Linked DNA regions of Drosophila melanogaster: regions 1 and 2 are each linked to region 3. Evidence: chromatin contacts called from public HiChIP or PLAC-seq data. All regions are on one chromosome and are shown on one strand. Each heading gives the region's core, a stretch centred on a gene start, on an enhancer-like site or on the middle of the called end of the contact. The rest is flanking DNA. Distances are from core to core; before and after follow the strand shown. Region 1 holds the start of CycD (Cyclin D). Region 2 holds the start of Gapdh2 (Glyceraldehyde 3 phosphate dehydrogenase 2). Region 3 holds the start of AnxB11 (Annexin B11).

The links. HiChIP or PLAC-seq counts read pairs in DNA pulled down with a chosen protein or histone mark.
Region 1: an H3K27ac HiChIP or PLAC-seq map of the Kc167 cell line shows a contact between it and region 3, with 3 times the contacts expected there. The contact joins the promoter of CycD here to the promoter of AnxB11 in region 3. A contact is called at or near these places in 2 of 107 Hi-C or Micro-C datasets (the ML-DmBG3-c2 cell line and wing imaginal disc) and 1 of 6 datasets of contacts at active chromatin or transcription factors (the Kc167 cell line).
Region 2: a Psq HiChIP or PLAC-seq map of the Kc167 cell line shows a contact between it and region 3, with 8 times the contacts expected there. The contact joins the promoter of Gapdh2 here to the promoter of AnxB11 in region 3. A contact is called at or near these places in 7 of 107 Hi-C or Micro-C datasets (the ML-DmBG3-c2 cell line, the S2 cell line, embryo and 1 more) and 2 of 6 datasets of contacts at active chromatin or transcription factors (both in the Kc167 cell line).

What each region holds. Positions count from the first base shown.
Region 1 is chrX:15,908,019-15,911,243 of dm6, reverse strand. CycD (Cyclin D) reads left to right here and starts at 1,568. Exons shown (of 5, transcript NM_167473.2): 1 at 1,568-2,707; 2 at 2,926-3,147; 3 at 3,211-3,225. The coding sequence starts at 2,135. Lrp4 (LDL receptor related protein 4) reads right to left here and starts at 374. Exons shown (of 14, transcript NM_001169298.2): 1 at 256-374.
Region 2 is chrX:15,866,868-15,870,169 of dm6, reverse strand. Gapdh2 (Glyceraldehyde 3 phosphate dehydrogenase 2) reads right to left here and starts at 2,025. Exons shown (of 2, transcript NM_080714.4): 1 at 1,927-2,025; 2 at 509-1,852. The coding sequence starts at 1,834. The coding sequence ends at 836.
Region 3 is chrX:16,420,904-16,424,131 of dm6, reverse strand. AnxB11 (Annexin B11) reads left to right here and starts at 1,890. Exons shown (of 8, transcript NM_001272689.1): 1 at 1,890-2,351. hang (hangover) reads right to left here and starts at 1,301. Exons shown (of 8, transcript NM_167521.3): 1 at 505-1,301. The coding sequence starts at 852.

The sequences.
Region 1 (3,225 bases), core at 319-2,818, 510 kb after region 3:
AACGTCCTGCGAAGTCCCCTCGCAAATGAATGCGATATTTGGGACTTTGTTGGCATTTATGTATGTATGTCATGAGCACCACACACGCGAACATATGCATATTAAACACAGTATTATTAAACAAAAAGAACCTCCTGAAACTTTGACACTTTTCGATTCCAATTAGCAAGTGGCGGGCGAGAACAATTGAATCAGCTAATTGTTCCACACACATTTGTGTGGGTAATTTACGTGAATGAAAAATTATTTTCGTACAGCACGTCTCTTGTCTTCTTCGGGAATATAACGAATATAAAATTTCAGGGGATTACAGCATCCCTCTGACGGAAAGCGAAGTCGGCGGACGCGAGTGTTCCACTCAACTCTCGTGTGCTGTTTCAAAGTTTTCTCTGAATCCTTAAGCTTTTTCTGGGAAGCGAGCTTTTGTCTGTGTGCCGAGAGTGAGGGTAAATTAATTTGCAACAACTAAGTTAGCAAAATGCGAACCCAATTAAGGATTGTATCATTGAAAGCATTCTCCACGCTGCAGTTTTTCCTAAAAAACAACAAAAAACTGCAGCACCGAAATTAGGACAATGGACATGGAAGTCCATTTTAATCTCGATGTGTACATATATCGGTACATCATTTCTCGGAAGGGATCCACAGGTTACTTTTGTTTATCATTAACCTGGCATTCCTAAGTCGCGAAAGCTTTTTACCCTTTTATCAATATCTTATTAATTATTAAACAAAGCAGCAAAGATTATATCTTTTTTTTACAATTGCTTTTAGAATTTTTTTAGTGAAATTATTTTAGGTTTCTTACATGTCTTACTGTTTGTCATCTAAAACTGTTTAAGTACAACCCTAAAGAAAATAACAGCAGTTCAATGCTTTTTGTAAGCGGTACAGGATCTTTAAGTGCAGCATTCATTTATTTACGACTCTTTCGAACAACCTGCCATTTAATCAACAGGTTCCGGCCATTTAAACGGAATTTAATAAGGGTGTTTTGATCACGATTCAACCTAGTAGGGTGATGCCAGTGAGTTTTGCATTACTGACCATTTTGTCGTGGACCACGATCGTTAAATGTATGACATGCCGAAAGATCGACTGTCAGTACCATCCTTACATGAATGCAGGGTGGCAACGCCCTAGCATATTTTAGTATTTTTGATTTTGCTGGAGTAATTGGAACACTTGAGTGATGTGAAATTCACATCAAGAGTAAGTTCGTAAGATCGTATAACAAAAAGCTTATTTAAGAAAAAAAGTAGTGCAATTAGAAGAACTTTGTTTTTATTATAAGGGTAAGACCCTTTTATAGTCCATCAAACCCATTGATGGATTATAAGTTTTTAATGTTCTAATAACAACCCTAAGTGAAACATATTTCACAAGCAACAAGTTGGAAACGCAATGAGGAGGTTCCCCTTTTCAACGTATTTCGCTTGCCTTTCATTGCAAAGGATAGTACTATACTAATAACCGATGAAGATCGATATGTTTTACTGATCGCAGTGAGCAAGAGATATAACTCCGATGACGGCATGCTGAACTAGTTTTTTTCTGCCATAAGGTGTAACTATCTGGTTCACATAAATGCTTTGTCCACGCCGGTTAAGTGGCAAACGTGTGCAACTTCGAGTATACTTTTTTAATAGTTAATTTACATTACTCCATGAAGTGCTGTGCCGTTTGTATATAACCAGAATTCCGAGAATAGGCGTAAGTGAAAACTTTTGTTCTCGAGCTGATCGTACATAGCCATGCATGTACATGTACATAAGTACATAGTGTGAAATGAACGAGTTATTTCTGAGCAGGTCGAAAAAATATGTAAATAATGTAATGTGCATATGAATAAGTCAAGGTATTAGGGTTATATGCTATACTCTAGTGCTCCCACAGGACTAAACACATATGCCCGCAGTGTGCCCATACTTGAGCAAATACTTGAATTAAATGTGAAAAGAAGGTTGCAACATACATATGTATGTATGTACTTATGTACGATCATTTCCTATTGTACGCAGTGTTCCCATATCGGAGTTACCCAAAGTTCCTGATAAATCGGCACACATAAATGGCTTGAGAGTGCGGCGATCCATAGAATCCATAGCTTTAAACGGAACGTATGGCCGATATAATGGATCTTTTATGCTCGGAAATCATAGTCTACGAATCAGATCCATCATTGTATCGTTTGAACAAACGACAGCAGCAAATGTCCTCACCGGCGATCATTCGGGATCAATCATCGATATGTTCATCCTTGGGGGACGCGGAATCCGATTCCCATCCGGATGCCCAGAACAATGCCGTAGTGTGCAATATGAAGGAGCTGGTGTATATATACGCGTCCGTGGACTCGGCTGCGAAAAATCCAGAACAATTGGAGCCGCCTCCGCCACCTCCACCACCGCCGCCACCACCACCGACAGCGACCCAATCAATCCAAAGTTATCCGCGTTACATCAGCCAGGAGCCACCGACGTCACATTGCCAACGACTCGACGAACGCCTGACCACAACAGCCGATCCACCCGCAACCGACAACGTGAACACTGCCATCGGGGATCCCACATTGTATTCGGATCGGTGTCTGGAGAATTTCCTCAAGGTCGAGGAGAAGCACCACAAAATTCCCGACACGTACTTTAGCATCCAGAAGGATATTACGCCACCGATGCGCAAAATTGTCGCCGAATGGATGATGGAAGTGAGTAATTAAACGAAATGTAGATACAGCATCCAAATCATATCAAGCTAGCCGACTGTGATATACGCATTATTTATAATCTGTTAGAAAATATTACCAAATAGATGGAAGTTTCCAAGAACTTCATTAATTAGTGTTTGTTTTAGTAGTCCTTATCGCACACCCATTACAATATTTTGACTACCCTTTTCGTTCATTAATTGAATACATGTTCACAGGTGTGTGCCGAGGAAAATTGCCAGGAAGAGGTCGTATTACTGGCATTAAATTACATGGATCGATTTCTTTCGAGCAAATCAGTACGCAAGACCCAGCTACAAATTTTGGCCGCAGCTTGCCTCTTACTGGCTTCAAAGCTCCGTGAACCCAGCTGTCGTGCTCTTTCGGTGGATCTACTCGTTGTTTACACGGACAACAGCATCTACAAGGATGATTTGATTGTAAGTACCTTTCTCGTAATACAATACCTTTCGGTGAACATGCGGTTTCATTTCATTCCCAAGAAATGGGAGCTGTAT
Region 2 (3,302 bases), core at 776-3,275, 550 kb after region 3:
TTAATCGAAAAGACGGTATAGCAAGCGATTAAATATCGATAACGATATAATGGTGAAGTGCTGTTGAAATGATGCAGTCAACCAAAATATTTGATTATATTTGCCAATTATGCAAATATAAATCGGCAGAGAAACATTATTTTCTCAGAAATGTATCCAAAAAGCCAGGCTTACACAGACAATATGCCACCGTTAGTCTCTCCAAATATCGATAACTTCTGTTTATACATTGCTTCAACTGAAGGGTTTAAGGTCGCTCTTATCGAAATCTGTAAAAGCCCGATTTTTGCCGATAACAATACCATAGAATCAGGCTCATTTAAAATTATTTGAAAACTTTAACAAGTTATGTAATCATTCAAAAACCAATCGACTTAAAAAAAATATCGACACATTTCTGTTATATATATATTACTTCCAAATATAGCAAATGAAAAAAACAATTTAAAGTAATACTCATACTATTTTAGGTATTTCAACGGTTTATACCAAATAAAAAGGCAAAAATAAATATTTAAATGCTTATGAGTCGGCATTTTTAAAACTACACACAGAGTGAAACTTTATTCAACAACAGTAAACATATTTATGTGTATAATGGATGTATTATATTAATAATTTTCCAATGTGGCTGGTAATTGAAGAGCGAAAACAGTAGCATTTCAGAGCATAGCGCATATGTATGTAGGTGATGCTCCACCGGGGAGCAATATATATATAAGTTATGTGATGCCATTTTCAGGCCGTTTCTGAAGTGTCTCACCCCATTCTACCGCGCCCTAATCTTTAACTTTTACGTAGAGTGTGGGTGGGTAGTGTTCTTGGTGTTCCACATTTAATCCTTGCTCTGCATGTACTTGATCAGGTCGATGACGCGGTTGGAGTAGCCAAACTCGTTGTCGTACCAAGAGATCAGCTTCACGAACTTGTCGTTTAGCGAAATGCCAGCCTTGGCATCGAACACCGACGAGTGGGTGTCGCTGAGGAAATCGGTAGAAACGACCTCCTCATCGGTGTATCCCAGGATACCCTTCAGGGGTCCGTTGGCGGCCTCCTGAACCTTGGCCTTAATTTCATCATAGGACGCACCCTTGCCCAAGCGCACGGTCAAATCGACCACGGAAACGTTGGGAGTGGGCACACGGAATGCCATTCCGGTGAGCTTACCGTTGAGGGCGGGGATAACCTTGCCCACGGCCTTGGCAGCTCCAGTGGAAGCTGGAATGATGTTCTGGGCAGCGCCACGTCCATCACGCCACAACTTGCCGGAAGGTCCATCGACGGTCTTCTGGGTAGCGGTGGTGGCATGAACGGTGGTCATCAGACCCTCGACGATCTCGAAGTTGTCGTTGATCACCTTGGCCAGAGGAGCCAAGCAGTTGGTGGTGCACGATGCGTTGGAGACCACCTTCATGTCGGGCTTGTAGGCATCCAAGTTGACGCCGCAAACGAACATGGGAGCATCGGCGGATGGGGCCGAGATGATAACCTTCTTGGCACCGCCCTTCAAGTGAGTGGATGCCTTGTCGATGGTGGTGAACACGCCAGTGGACTCCACGATGTATTCGGCACCAGCGCTGGCCCAGTTGATGTTGGCCGGGTCGCGTTCGCTGAAGACGGTGATCTTCTGGCCGTTGACCACCAGGAAACCGCCCTCGGCGGCAACGGTGCCCTTAAAACGTCCGTGGGTCGAATCGAACTTGAACAGGTAGACCATGTAGTTCACATCGATGAAGGGATCGTTGACGGCCACAACGTTGGCGCCCTTATCAATGGCGGCGCGGAGAACCAAGCGGCCGATGCGACCAAATCCATTGATACCAATCTTCGACATGGTTAACTTTTTGTTTATCTGGAAAGTAATGTATGTATATGTAAAGCAGTTAGTACTTGGAAAGTTTTCCGCGGAATTGAGGGAAACACTACCTATCGGCTTGCTTGCAAGGAATCGACTGTGATGGCTGAGAAATTTTGAGCGCTTTCTATGGGCGAAAACTCGGGCGAAAAATTGTTCAAAGTCAGATGAAGGACGTGCATGTCAAGCTCGAGAGCGGCTACCGCAATAAAAAAGAGCTTTTGCTCTCAGTAACGTGAAAGCTCAATGCTACCCAATAGACTTTTTGCAAGCATCATTATATGAATATAATAAGTAGATATGTACATAAGATACGCTTAACTTTAAAAACTTCTGATCTTAGACAGTTAAAGTGACCTATAAAGTATATGGATTTTTTAATTTATACGGACAAATGTTTATTGGGATATTTTTATGGCCATTTCACCTGCTCAATTTTGTTGACGGAAGTTGAGCTTTCTTGTGAGCTTAGTTGCCGGCAATTACATACGTGCATATATAGGCACACGAAACATACACATATATGAGCACGTCTGATGAACATCAATTGGTTATATTGTACATAAATATGTACATAAGTAAATGCAAATGGAAAAATCCTAACATCCCCACATAAATACATATTCATCAATTTCATTAATATTAAAATTTAGAGGTCATATTCTGAGCAAATTGAAGTTTCGCCGGTACGTGACATTAATCTGTACAATACATGTACATATGTACAAAGATACATATACATGTAAATATGTATATATCTTCTATGCATAACTACAATATTAGATGAAATAATTGTCTAAGTAATTAAATTATCCGTTTTGATGATTTCATTTAAGCAATTGTGCTGTTGTCATCCCATTGTTAAAATGAAAAACACCTGACAGCTCAAGTAGGCATCCAAATTTCATGAATTTTAAACGCTAATGGTAATAAATAGTGTTAGTCACAAAATTCCATGTACCCATAACAACGAAATTGTATAACTTTATGATGAAAACTAAGTGAATGTGACCTTTTGAGTCACGCAGAATTCATTTACCTTTTTTTATTATATATAAACATGTATATACATATGTTCTTAAAATCAGCAGATCCCGTTTATATAAATATTAAAACATATGTATACGAACGATATATAATCAAAATCAATTAATTTGGGAGTATTTTATTCATACAATCATTTGTAGTAAAAAAAAAGGTATCTGCAAATTAATCATTTCTCCTTCCCCAAACTGAATAATCGATATTGTAATCATTTAACATTCTTTTTATTCTTTTCATTCTTTTTATATATTTATCGATTTGTTTTCAGTGCAACCCTTAATTATGAACATAGCAGTGAAAATTCAAATAAGCGCGCCAACATTAAAATGTTGAAATATGCAATTTGACAAGAACTCAACATTTCTGTTGCCTTATCTTTTACATTTTATAAATTATTTCTCGA
Region 3 (3,228 bases), core at 641-3,140:
CACCCATACCAAAGCAGATGAGGAGTAGGAGGCGGAGTTTGGCTGGTTTTCGGTTCGTTCGTTTTTTTTTTTTTTGTTTGCTTGGTTTTTCGTTTTTGGATGTGGCTGGCCATCATCTTTGGTTGCTTGCACAATCCCCCTTCGATGGGTCTTGAACTCCGGGGCCCAATGCCCACTGCCCAATGGTTACTCGGCATCATCCGTAACCTCACTTTTCCATTCTGTCCAGCGAACGGGTGTGGCCACCGCCTCATCCTTCCACTGACCATTTGGGATCTGTGTGTATAACTGTTAATGGTGTCCAACCACCAGAGCACCGGAGTGCCAGAGCACCCAAGAGAGCGTTCAGTGAGAGCGGCGGACTCGGACTCGGAATCGGAGACCCGGGATGACGACACCGACGGCAGCAATGGCGATGGCAACAGCCGGATTATGTATATACCCGCATCCGCATCCGCACCCGTGCCCATGCCCACACCCATACCCATACCCATAACCACTCACCTTGATGCCGACGCAGTTGTGGATCTTGGTGGACAGCGGCTCCTTGTCGGCCGCATAGCTATTGATGATCGAGATGCATTCGGTTTGTGGGGCGATGCACAGGCGACAGCAGTTTTGTCGCGCCGACCGTTCGCTGTTGCTGTTTCTCGCCGATGTTGCTGTTGCTGCTGTTGGAATGGCCGCTTCAGGGGATGTGGTTCCCGCTGACGCAGTGGCTACCGTCGTCGTTGTCGTTCCAGGCTGTGTCGCTGTGGCCTCCAATGCTACCGATGCTGTTGTTGTTGCGACGGCTGCTGCTACTGCTGCTGTTGTTGTTGTTGTCGCTGTTGCCGCCGCAGCGTCGCACATTTTGTCGCTTTTGTATTGGTCGCCCTCTCGCTCTCTTCTTTGCCGCTTGCTTCTACTTCTCGGTTGAATTTGTTTTTGGGTTTGGTTTTTTGCACGTTTTCACTTTTGTTTCGGTCTGCGTCCGTTCGCAATCGTTCCACACCATCCACATCCACTACTACAATATACTACTATGTGCTATATTATCCGCTCTCCGACGGAAACGACCACGCCGCTCGCGTTTCCCACTTTTCGCACATTGTTCGCACTGGTTCTTTTACTTATTTCGTTGCCATTGATCCTTTGCTGATTCGCAATTTGGAGTTTCGCTCTTGGGTTTCCTTTATCTTCGCCTATTTTTCCACTTCGCTTTTGTTTGGAGGAGTCGCACTGGAAAAAAAATGACCGCTACACTGGGACTGCGAATTGCCGTGGCGTATCTGCGACTGTAAACGGGAAAATGATTTCTGGCGAAAAAAGGTCGTTTTTGGCTAGAGATGGGCACGCCGGGCGAAGCCTGGACCTTACTATCGCTATCGCTTGTGGCAGACGCATGCGTGGTCACACTTACCACTGTACGGCGGTTTTTCTTAGCGGTCGCATACCCGGTCACTCTGGGAAATAACCATCAAAGAAGCCATTTTAATTCGATAAGTCGATCTCTTTGACTTTTTATATCGCGGCTATATAGAATTTCAAAATAAAAGTATGAAAAACTCCACATAAAGATTGTACAAAGATTCTCTATAAAGTGAATCATAAAATTTACTGCATTGAACGTACTTTAGCTTAAATTTCCGTTGATTTCTTATTGGGAAATTAGGTATGTTAAGAGATTTGAATTAAGCAACTACAAAAGTGAATTCTGAAAACTGATTTCCAAATTAAAGAAAATAATGTTTTAATATTGCAGTTACTTCGCAGTTATACCGGGAACATACGAAATTGTGAATGCACCGGCTACTCGATAGCCACCGATATTCCGATTGGAAAGGGCACAGCTATCGACTAGAATCGAGTAATCAAAGTAACAACAGGTTGTTGTCCCGCCCTGGCGGTAAGTCAGTTGATAAATTCACTTCGGCATTACAAAATACCCGCAGAGTGCCAACATCGCGTTTGCCGATACTTAAAGTAATTAAAAGCGTTATAATTGTGCCGTTCTTTATGGTGTATTTGTTTTCGCGCAACATGCGTGTTCTTATTGCTGTTTAACACGTTTCCCTGAAGTGTAGACTTGTGAAATCTTTACTTTAAGTCTCTGCTCCCAAATATTCTCCAAGACAGACGTATTTGTGTGCCTGTGTGTGTATCTGCCGAGAAGAAATACATATATCGTACGACTGGTGGCGGGGTAACCAGCGATAGAAACTTTCGTTTGATATCTTCAGATACAAAGATACAATTGTATCTCGAAATGCAACTACTCACACACACGCACGCACGCACACCGGCACTGACACGTGTTGATGTGCTGCACTTGTGTGCGTTTTACCCATCTGTTGATTGCGACCTTGCTAGTAAATAATTACCATCTAATAAATTATGATACAATAGGAATAGATGCGCCCACCTATGTATCTAATTATGTAGGGGCGTGCACATAAGGCCCATTTTTATGCCTAAATGCCAATCTTCTGACCTATCTATCTATCTCATGTGCGCTTTTAATAGGTTATACTTAAATGAAAGCGATCGAACTTATACTTTTCCCGGAATCCGGGACCATTTCAAAGAATTTCAAGATAAGCGCACTCAAAGTTGTAAGCGATTATTGTCTTATTTTTAGTGGTATTTACGCAAAGTTGTTCGAATTTACTGTGCCAAAATCATAAGTAAAGAAATATATAAAAAGTACAACAACTAATTGCAAAATGAAGCATCAAAATTGTATTTCGCAAATGTTCGAAATATCTTTTCGGCTCTATGTAACTATGAATCCAAAATTCACAGGAATTTTACTTCTGATCCATTTGTAAAAGCATGACTCAATTAGTATACATAGATACTTAGATACATAGATACTTATGTATGCGCACGGGTAGACTTTGTTGACGTGGGTTTGAGTGTAAGATGAATCATCTCGGAGTGAGCAAATGCGTTCTGTTGCCTTGAAAACGGCCCTTTCCGATGATAATGGACCGCAGAAATCGCTGCGGTGGAAATAAAGCCATTGTTCTGGTTATTTGCGCTGCGAGGTGCCATTGAAGTCTTTTCCAAAACGAATTTAACTTAATTTTTTGGTTAAAAATGTATAAAGAGTGGGACAGAACAGACCGTACATGCAGTTGTTTATGTTTATCAATTGAAAAGTTTTCAAGAAAGGCTTTGCAAATGACGAAACAATTGGAAAACAAACCCAAAGCCTTTGTGCAAATAGTTTAATATATTATATTC